2 separate regions of the Mus musculus genome follow, and region 2 is linked to region 1. Evidence: chromatin contacts called from public Hi-C data. All regions are on one chromosome and are shown on one strand. Each heading gives the region's core, a stretch centred on a gene start, on an enhancer-like site or on the middle of the called end of the contact. The rest is flanking DNA. Distances are from core to core; before and after follow the strand shown. Region 1 overlaps Pag1 (phosphoprotein associated with glycosphingolipid microdomains 1). Region 2 has its middle 55 kb from the start of Pmp2.

Region 1 (4,137 bases), core at 894-3,393:
TCTCTCTTAGTGAATTTAGGAATTCCATGGTTCCAATTTCAGAGTCCTAAATCTATATACGCTTATGGAGGGGTTCACAGGACAGAATGCAAATACTTTAAGCCTATTTGAGTTTTAGAAATTAACATATAAACTATCTACAATAGCTTTTTTTATGTATAAGAAAGTAACAAGAAATACAGAATTAATTAAGAACTAGGTTGGTGTCACATCTAGTGACTAAATTTTGCCATCAGGGTTAAAACTCATACTTTGTTTTGCTAAAATGATAAATAAAGGTATATTTAAGCAAAGTGATAGCATGAATTCTCATAAATAATTGTACATATTTAATAGGGCTAACATCTTTCTCTGACTTTACTGTACTGGTCATGTTGGCCAAAATGCACATCTTGAGCACAAATATTAGCTTTGTGTAATGTTCAATGACTAAAGTTGAGTGGCACACTCTGTAATCCCAGTGCTCTGGAAGCAGAGGCTGGAGAAGCAATGCAAGTTCAAACCTAGCCTGGTCTACGCAGTTCCAGGACAGCCTTGAGATCTTGTCTTAAAAACAAACAAACATGAAACAACACACACACAAGACAAGAGAGAGAGAGAGAGAGAGAGAGAGAGAGAGAGAGAGAGAGAGAGAGGGAGAGAGAGGGAGAGAGAGAACGAACGAACGAGGGCAGGAAGGAGAGAGAGCATAAAAATTTAATGCCTCTAAAGTGGCATTGGAACCGAATGCTTTTAGAGTCTTGTTAAAACAGTTCAGCATCATCCAGGCTGAGATGTTAGGAGTGGAGCTGCCAGACACGGCAGCCGGTGAGACCACAGCAGTACACAGTGTTATCACCCTTACTCTTAAAGCTAACCGTCCCTCCCTCCACACTTCATAACCTTGCCAACCAGATGAGTTATTTGCTAATAGTAGCATGTCAAAACCGGAATTATTATGGATCTTTTCCTTTAATAAATATTCAACAGCATTTTCAAAGCAGTTAGATACAATTCCTAATAACCAGCGCCATGCTGGCTGCGGTGTGCACACTCCTCAGACCGCTCATGGCCACAGGGCATTGGGCCTTTAGACCCTTTTCTATGTATTTTCAAGAGCTCCACAATCCCTGGGCTGGAATAATCCTTTTACTTCTCCACAGTTACATATAGAATAAAGAGAATTTCTCATCTTTTCTTCACCTACGACGCCAAGGTCTGTATTCAGAGAATCCCTGTTCGTTGTGTTCTCTGTCTACAGTGATATCCGTCCGTCTTTTACAAGTAAGAGCCTTCACGTTCCCTACTGTTCAGGAAGACGCAGCACTGACTGTCTTCCTACTTCAGGGCTGTTCATCTGAAATGTTAAGAGAGGATGGTGCTGTTGACGTAGCAAAACGTTGCTCTATAAGTTGATAGAGTCTTTCACGTTCTGTTGGAGGTGTACTCTGTGTGCCGCAGTCTGTGCTGACTGAGCAGTGCTCTGGCGTTTAGGAGCGCACAGAATGGGACAACTCCTGCCACACCGGAGCTGCTCAGTCCCAAGAGGAGCCCTGAGCCTGTCATAGGGAGTCTCCGGGCTCTCAACTGTCCCTGTCCCTGTCCCTGTCCCTGTCCCTGTCCCTGTCCCTGTCCCTGTCCCTGTCCCTGTCCCTGCCCTTGCCCCTGTCCCTGTCCCTGCCCCTGCCCCTGTCCCTGTCCCTGTCCCTGTCCCTGTCCCTGTCCCTGCAGCCATGACCGGGCACTTCTGAATCTCACTTGTCTTTCTCTGTGCTTCACCTTAAAAAAAAAAAAATCATCCAAACATTTCATTTGGAATTCTAATTTTTACCAGTAAAAATGTAATTTGTCATCTTTTCTTCAAAGTCAGTATCACTTTTTCATTGCTCATATTTACATACTGTAAGCAGATTTGGATATGTTTATTAAAGTGAAGGCATACAGCCAGGAAGATATGCCTGTGTGCAGTGCAGCCGTGTTTTAGAGTAGACCATGAGCCTGCTTTTCAGCTTGTCTCTGATATCAGCCCTTCTCCTGAACTCTTCGCCCGGTGAATCGATCCAATAAAATCATGTAGAAATCACGGAGCTGAGGTCAGGCAAGTGCCTGTATCATTTGGGGGAACATCAAAAGAATCAACACTGGGAACCCTGCCTGTCTGGAGGCGGTGCAAAGGCAACCTCTCCCAATGCCAGTGTAGCTCAGCTGTTACATGGGCCATGACAGTGCTCATCTTACCACCCAGGGGTGGAGGCCCGGGACAGCTGTGACCTTGAGGCCAGCCTGGTCTACATAGCAAGTTTCAGACCAGCCAAGGCTACACAGTGAGACAAACAAAAGCCAGCTTTTACAAAGGTAATGCAATGCTCCCCCTAAAGAAAAGCAGTCGACTCAGGGATTGCTAGTTTCTAGAAGTTGTAGTCACTTCTGCACCAAAGTGAATCAATATTTATATTTAGCTGCATAAAGGAAAACCCTAAAGCAGTTCAAGTGAAGTTTTGGAGCAAATTCAGGTAGAAAATAAGGTATCCAGTTTTCAGAAATGTTTACATTTCAGCCTTATGAAGTTTTGTGAGAACCCAAGGGTACTCACTTTCATTTACCATCTCCTTGTCCCCTCATCCCCTCTGCCATATCCACATTTTAGATGGCCAAGCCACAATGTTAGCTTTCTATCAGACTTGATACAGGGCCAAGTCAGCTCTTTGGGGTAGTGAATGAAGGCCGGGTTTGGATACAATATGGCCAGCCAGGCTGCGGTTTGTGGTTCCAACTCTTTGTGACAAGCCTGGATTGTAGCCATGCTCAGACTATACCCAGTGTGGCACCCAGTTTGGTTCTGCTGCCTTCAGATCAAGATGTAGAACTCTGAGCTCCTTCTCCAGCACCCTGTCTGCCTGCACGCTGCTGTGCTTCCAGCCTTGATGATAATAAGCTAAACCTCTGAAGCTGTAAGCCCACCATATGATAATGGACTAAACCTCTGTTTGTTTCTTTTTTTTTAATTAGATACTTTCTTTGTTACATTTCAAATGTTATCCCCTTTCCTAGTTTCCCCTCTGAAAACCCCCATCCCCTCCTCCCTCCCCCTGCTCACCAACCCATCCACTCCTGCTTCCTGGCTCTGACATTCCCCTATACTGGGGCAAAGAACCTTCACAGGACCAAGGGCCTCTCCTCCCACTGATGACTGACTAGGCCATGTTCTGCTACATGTGCAGCTAAAGTCATGAGTCCCACCATGTGTTTTCTTTGGTTAGTGGTTTAGTCCCAGGGAGCTCTGGGGGGTACTGGTTAGTTCATATTGTTCCTCAGCAAACATCTTCAGCTCTTTGGGTACTTTCTCTAGCTCCTTCATTGGGGACCCTGTGCTCCGTCCAATGGATGGCTATGAGCATCCACTTCTGTATTTGTCAGGCACCTACAGAGCCTCTCAAGAGACAGCTATATCAGGCTCCTGTCAGCAAGCTCTTGTTGGAATCCACAATAGGTTCTGGGTTTGGTGACTGTATATGGGATGGATCCATAGGTAGGGCAGTCTCTGGATGGTTACTCCTTCAGTCTCTGTTTCACACTTTGTCTCTGTAACTCCTTCCATGGGTATTTTGTTTCCCCTTCTAAGAAGTATCGAAGTATCCACACTTTAGTCTTCCTTCTTCAGTTTCATGTTTTTTGGGAATTGTGTCTTGGGTATTCTGAGCTTCTGGGCTAATATCCACTTATCGGTGAGTGAATATCATATATGTTCTTTTGTTATTGGGTTACCTCACTCAGGATGATATCCAACAGATACATCCATTTGTCTTCTAAGAATTTCATAAATTCATTGTTTTCAATAGCTGAGTAGTACTCCATTGTGTAAATGTACGACATTTTCTGTATCAATTCCTCTGTTGAGGGACATCTGGGTTCTTTCCAGCTTCTGGCTATTATAAATAAGGCTTCTATAAACATAGTGGAGCATGTGTCCTTATTACATGTTGGAGCATCTTCTGGGTATATGCCCAGGAGTGGTAGTGCTGGATCCTTCAGTAGTACTATGTCCAATTTTCTAAGGAACTGCCAAACTGATTTCCAGAGTAGTTGTACCAGCTTGTAATCCCACCAGCAGTGGAGGAGTGTTCTTCTTTCTCCACATCCTCTCCAGTACCTGCTGTC
Region 2 (4,137 bases), core at 770-3,269, 310 kb before region 1:
GCATAGAGGACATGAGAGTCTCTCCCTCAGGTCAGTGCTGGGAGAAGGATATGAGAGTCTCTCCCTCAGGTCAGTGCTGTGCATAGAGGACAAGAGAGCCTCTCCCTCAGTCAGTTCTGGGAAAAGGGAATTAGAGGTTGCGGAAATACTTGTTTTTCCAGTGTTTTTGCCTGAGGTTAGCTGACAGCACCCACTTGTTTCCCAAACTTTCAGGCCCTTGTAGTATCTCCCAGCACACCTTGGTCTGGAGGATCAGTGTTGCTCCTAGAGAAGCAAGGTTTCAGTATGCCTGCCCTATCCCAACCGGTCAAACTTATCTGTGCCTTTCTGCCTCCCCTCTAACCTTGTCATCATATGCATTTTCACTTTCTGACTTCATTGTTCTTTAAGCCCTCCTGTTTCTAGAAAGTTCCATGTCTACTGCAGCCTCAGGACCTCTGAGCTATTCCTTCTCCCCCTCTCCCAAACCACCCTTCTTCAAGTGAATCACTCTACTAGCTCTCTGTCTGTATCTTTATTCAATGGCTCCTCAATGACACCACAATACCCAACTTAAGATCAAAACTCACATCTCCCTCGTTGCCTACTGCATTCCTACATTGTTCTTAGAACTTTACTTAACTCTCACAGGTTTGCTTCATTTCCTACAAGAATATTTGCTTATTGTTGATGTTAGTGATATACTTGGCATGTAGAAGACACTTAACCCACCAGGGAAGGAAGGATTTCATAGCCAGCCTGATAGCAAGGCTCCTGTCTTACTCTCTAGTCCTGGGCTTGCTTTAGCAACTACTCCTCAGTATTAGCACTTAGATATTAACTCTGTCCTCTTCTCTTGGGACATAGATCCTGACCCTGAGCCCCTGCCTCTTTTCCCTCCTATCACATTCTGGCAGACTTGTCCTTACCACTCCATGAGCTTCTGAGTACTTCTATAGCTGGATATCCTCACAACCCAATGGTTGTGTCACATGTAACATTGTAACATGTGCTTTCATAAGACCATGCATTGCCTACTCTATGTGATCATCAAATTGCTATTTAGGAGGCTTTAATATCCTATTAATCATGAAATCTTCTAGGAACAGAAAATGAAGGGAATATGGTCTCAGCCTCAGATATCTGAAACTTAGTGTCCCATTTTGGCTTCGATCTTTGATTCTTTCTAATCAGGTCTGCTTTTTCTTTTTGTTTGGTTGTTGTTGTTGTTGTATTGGTTTTATTTGTTCGTTTGTGAATTTTTTGTTTGTTTTGATAAACAATCCACTATGCAGTCATGTCTTGCCTGTACCGTGCTATATAGACCAGGTTGGCCTCAAACTCATAGATCTACCTGCCTCTGCCTCCCAAGTGCTAGGATTAAATGCAAGTGCCACCATACCCTGTCTTTGGTTGGCAGCATCTTATGTGATTCCTGCCTCAGCCTCCAGTCTGTTGTGTTACAGGTGTGTGTCCTGTCCTTGGGAGTTCTGTCCATCTCTCAAGATGAAGCTCGTCCTTCAGGAGCAAATTATCTCTGCAATGCCTTCATACTATTCTAAGGAACAAGGTCTGAAGTTAGAAGTCAGCCCTACTTGGTGTCCATTGCAAGAAATTCAGGCACTGAGCTCTACCACAAACCCTTTGTGCTGAGTTTATTCCTATTACCTTCCCTTTTGCCTGCCTTCAGGGATACTACTTCCAACCATAAACATAGAACATCTCATGTAACAAGCCACTCTTCCCTCCCCTTTCACCTTTATGGTATCCTTCAATTATCAACTGAGGCAACACTAAACTTGTTCAAACATCCCAGGAGTTAACTATCACAAGCCAGAAACTCCCCCTGGCTCAGAAGTGGAGAAGGGTGGGCCTTCCTGTGCTGCTTCTCCCTTTATACAGGTCACTGTTCCAACACTTTTATCCTCGTCTAGTTCTTCAATTACTGAAAAACATTCATTTCTCTGAAGAGCCGGCACATCCAAAAGTATCATGAAATGTACTTTGTTTCATGAAACAGAAATCAATGGTTGCTCAGAAGTCAAATCTGGATCCAATGTGAAGGTGACCTAAGCCCAGCAGATCCAAGACTAGCAAATAATCCTTTCTGTCAATCCTGACCTGGTTATAGTCACAACCCGTAACATCATAGGTCCTTAAGTCCTCTGCATCATCAGACACTGACCATTCCTCTCCTTTGTAAAGAACCCCTCTCTGGTTTCTATGGCTACACCCTCAGCACTCCACTCCCACCATGACACTCTATGCTCTCTCTACTCAATCTTCAGTCCGTAGTTTCCTGTCTCTTTCGCTGACATGTCTCCTGATCTCATTTAAAGCTGCAATCATCACTCCTAAAGAAGACCATTCCTAACGCAGTTTCAGCTTTGGCATTGTTTTTCGAGCTTTGGGGACACATTCCAATGACTTGGTCTTCATCACCATGCAATTATCAATGCTGATGCCCTCAATGACATCTTTAAGCCAAACTCATTTCCCAGAAGCTGTTCCTGCTCTTCTGTCTTTTGCCATAATAAACGCCATCTGGGTATATTCATCTTTGCAGAAAGAAGCCATTGTGTAATCCACACCTCCTTTAGTTAGCTAATCCTGTTAGCTCAGCCTCTATCTATTGGCCATAACCACTGCCATCCTGGTGAGTGCCTTCGAATCCAGGCATCTGTTTCATCAGTGGTCCCTGTAAGACAGGGTACCTTGCTCTTACATCCCCATCCTTCATCCACTTATGCAGAGTCCAACATTCTCCAGTGCAATTATCCTCAGTGCCTTCCTGAACTGGCTGAAGTTCTCTTTGGTTGCCTTTCAAGCCTTTGCCAGCCACCTCACAGGGCCGGAGTGCTGGTCATGCTTTTTACATATGGTTTCCTATAGATTCACAAACCTCAAAGCACTTTAAGCACCTTGGTTTTGGTTTGGTTTGGTTTTGGTTTTGGCTTTTCTCTTTTTGCTTGCTCTTTTTTAGAAAGGATTTCTTTGTGTAGCCCCGGCTATCCTGGAACTCGCTCAGTAGACCAGGCTAGTCTTGAACTTAGAGCCTCCTCTGCCTCCCAAGGTCTAGGATTAAATGTGTGTACCACCATTGCCTGGCTAAGCACCCTATTCTTTTTGTCTAGAATAGTCTCATTCTTCTACTTTGTCTGCTGATTGCTACATCCTGGTCCATTACCAGCTTAACTGCCCCCCTACTGTAACTCCCCAAGTCTTTCTTTTCAAAACTGTTTACTTGTTGATTTATTTAGGGAGAGTTGCAATGACATACACATGTAGAGATCAGAGGACAACTTTCAGAAGCCGGTTCTCTCCTCACACTGTGTATGTCTTGAGATGAAACTCAGGTGATTAGCTTGGTGGCAATTGACATTACCTGTTGAGCCACCTTTCTTTCTTTCACCATGTTGTGCATTAAGGTATGACTAGCAGAGGCCAGACCTCCTTCTCTGTGTTCCCCTGGATCTCTATACTGTGGAAATTTCCAGTACTGGAGTTTGATCATATTCAGAACCTGACTCAGTGCTTGACAGACAGCAGGAATCAGGGAGATGATTTGCTTTGGTCATGTTTCCTGAAGCCTCATCACTTGTTGAGTTCTTTTTTCAGTGTTGGCAATGCATTAGTAGGGAGGAGGCATTAGACCAGACATCACCTGAGCAGAGTTTCCAGTTTATGGGAATTGCAACAGACAACTACAAATAACATCAGTGCACCCAGTGACCTTCAACATCGATGAGTTTTCACGTGACCATCTGGGTTCTTCCAGGTACAGCAGGGTTTGCAGTTGCATTGTTAGGCAAGCTCAACAGGCCTGGAAATGAGGGTAACATTTGTCTGCTTAGAAAAGAGGGAAGTAGGGCAACTGTTAGTGGCACTCTGGTTAATGGAATTGATGCTGAGATTTTTCCATAACACCGTCCCTTAGGAAGCACACATTGCAGACTGCTTGCTAATTCTTATTGTCATAGCGTGGCTCCTTAATTCACAGGGCTAATTTGCCTTTAGCATTTGTCTTACCTGAAAGCACCACAATGTGATTGCTAAAACACTCCGGTTAAAAGGACCGAGACAAATCATGACAGCAGATGGTGGTTTGTGTACCCCAAACTGTGATCAGGATTAGAATCACACCAAACAGCCTACCGA

What was found. A called contact is a pair of places that touch in the nucleus more often than the background predicts.
Region 2: a Hi-C map of liver shows a contact between it and region 1, with 2.5 times the contacts expected there. The contact joins two enhancer-like sites. A contact is called at or near these places in 2 of 484 Hi-C or Micro-C datasets (both in liver) and 1 of 115 datasets of contacts at active chromatin or transcription factors (bone marrow-derived macrophages).

Annotation. Positions count from the first base shown.
Region 1 is chr3:9,819,682-9,823,818 of GRCm38.p6, reverse strand. The region is part of intron 1 of Pag1 (phosphoprotein associated with glycosphingolipid microdomains 1); the gene reads left to right. Among named protein-coding and RNA genes, the nearest start is that of Pag1, 12 kb to the left of the region's middle. Within about 2 kb of position 2,143, at least 9 of the 459 cell types and tissues checked have an H3K27ac peak or open chromatin away from gene starts, as enhancers often do. A contact at or near this core is called in liver, where this site is marked.
Region 2 is chr3:10,127,268-10,131,404 of GRCm38.p6, reverse strand. No RefSeq gene overlaps it. Among named protein-coding and RNA genes, the nearest start is that of Pmp2, 55 kb to the left of the region's middle. Within about 2 kb of position 2,019, at least 3 of the 459 cell types and tissues checked have an H3K27ac peak or open chromatin away from gene starts, as enhancers often do. A contact at or near this core is called in liver, where this site is marked.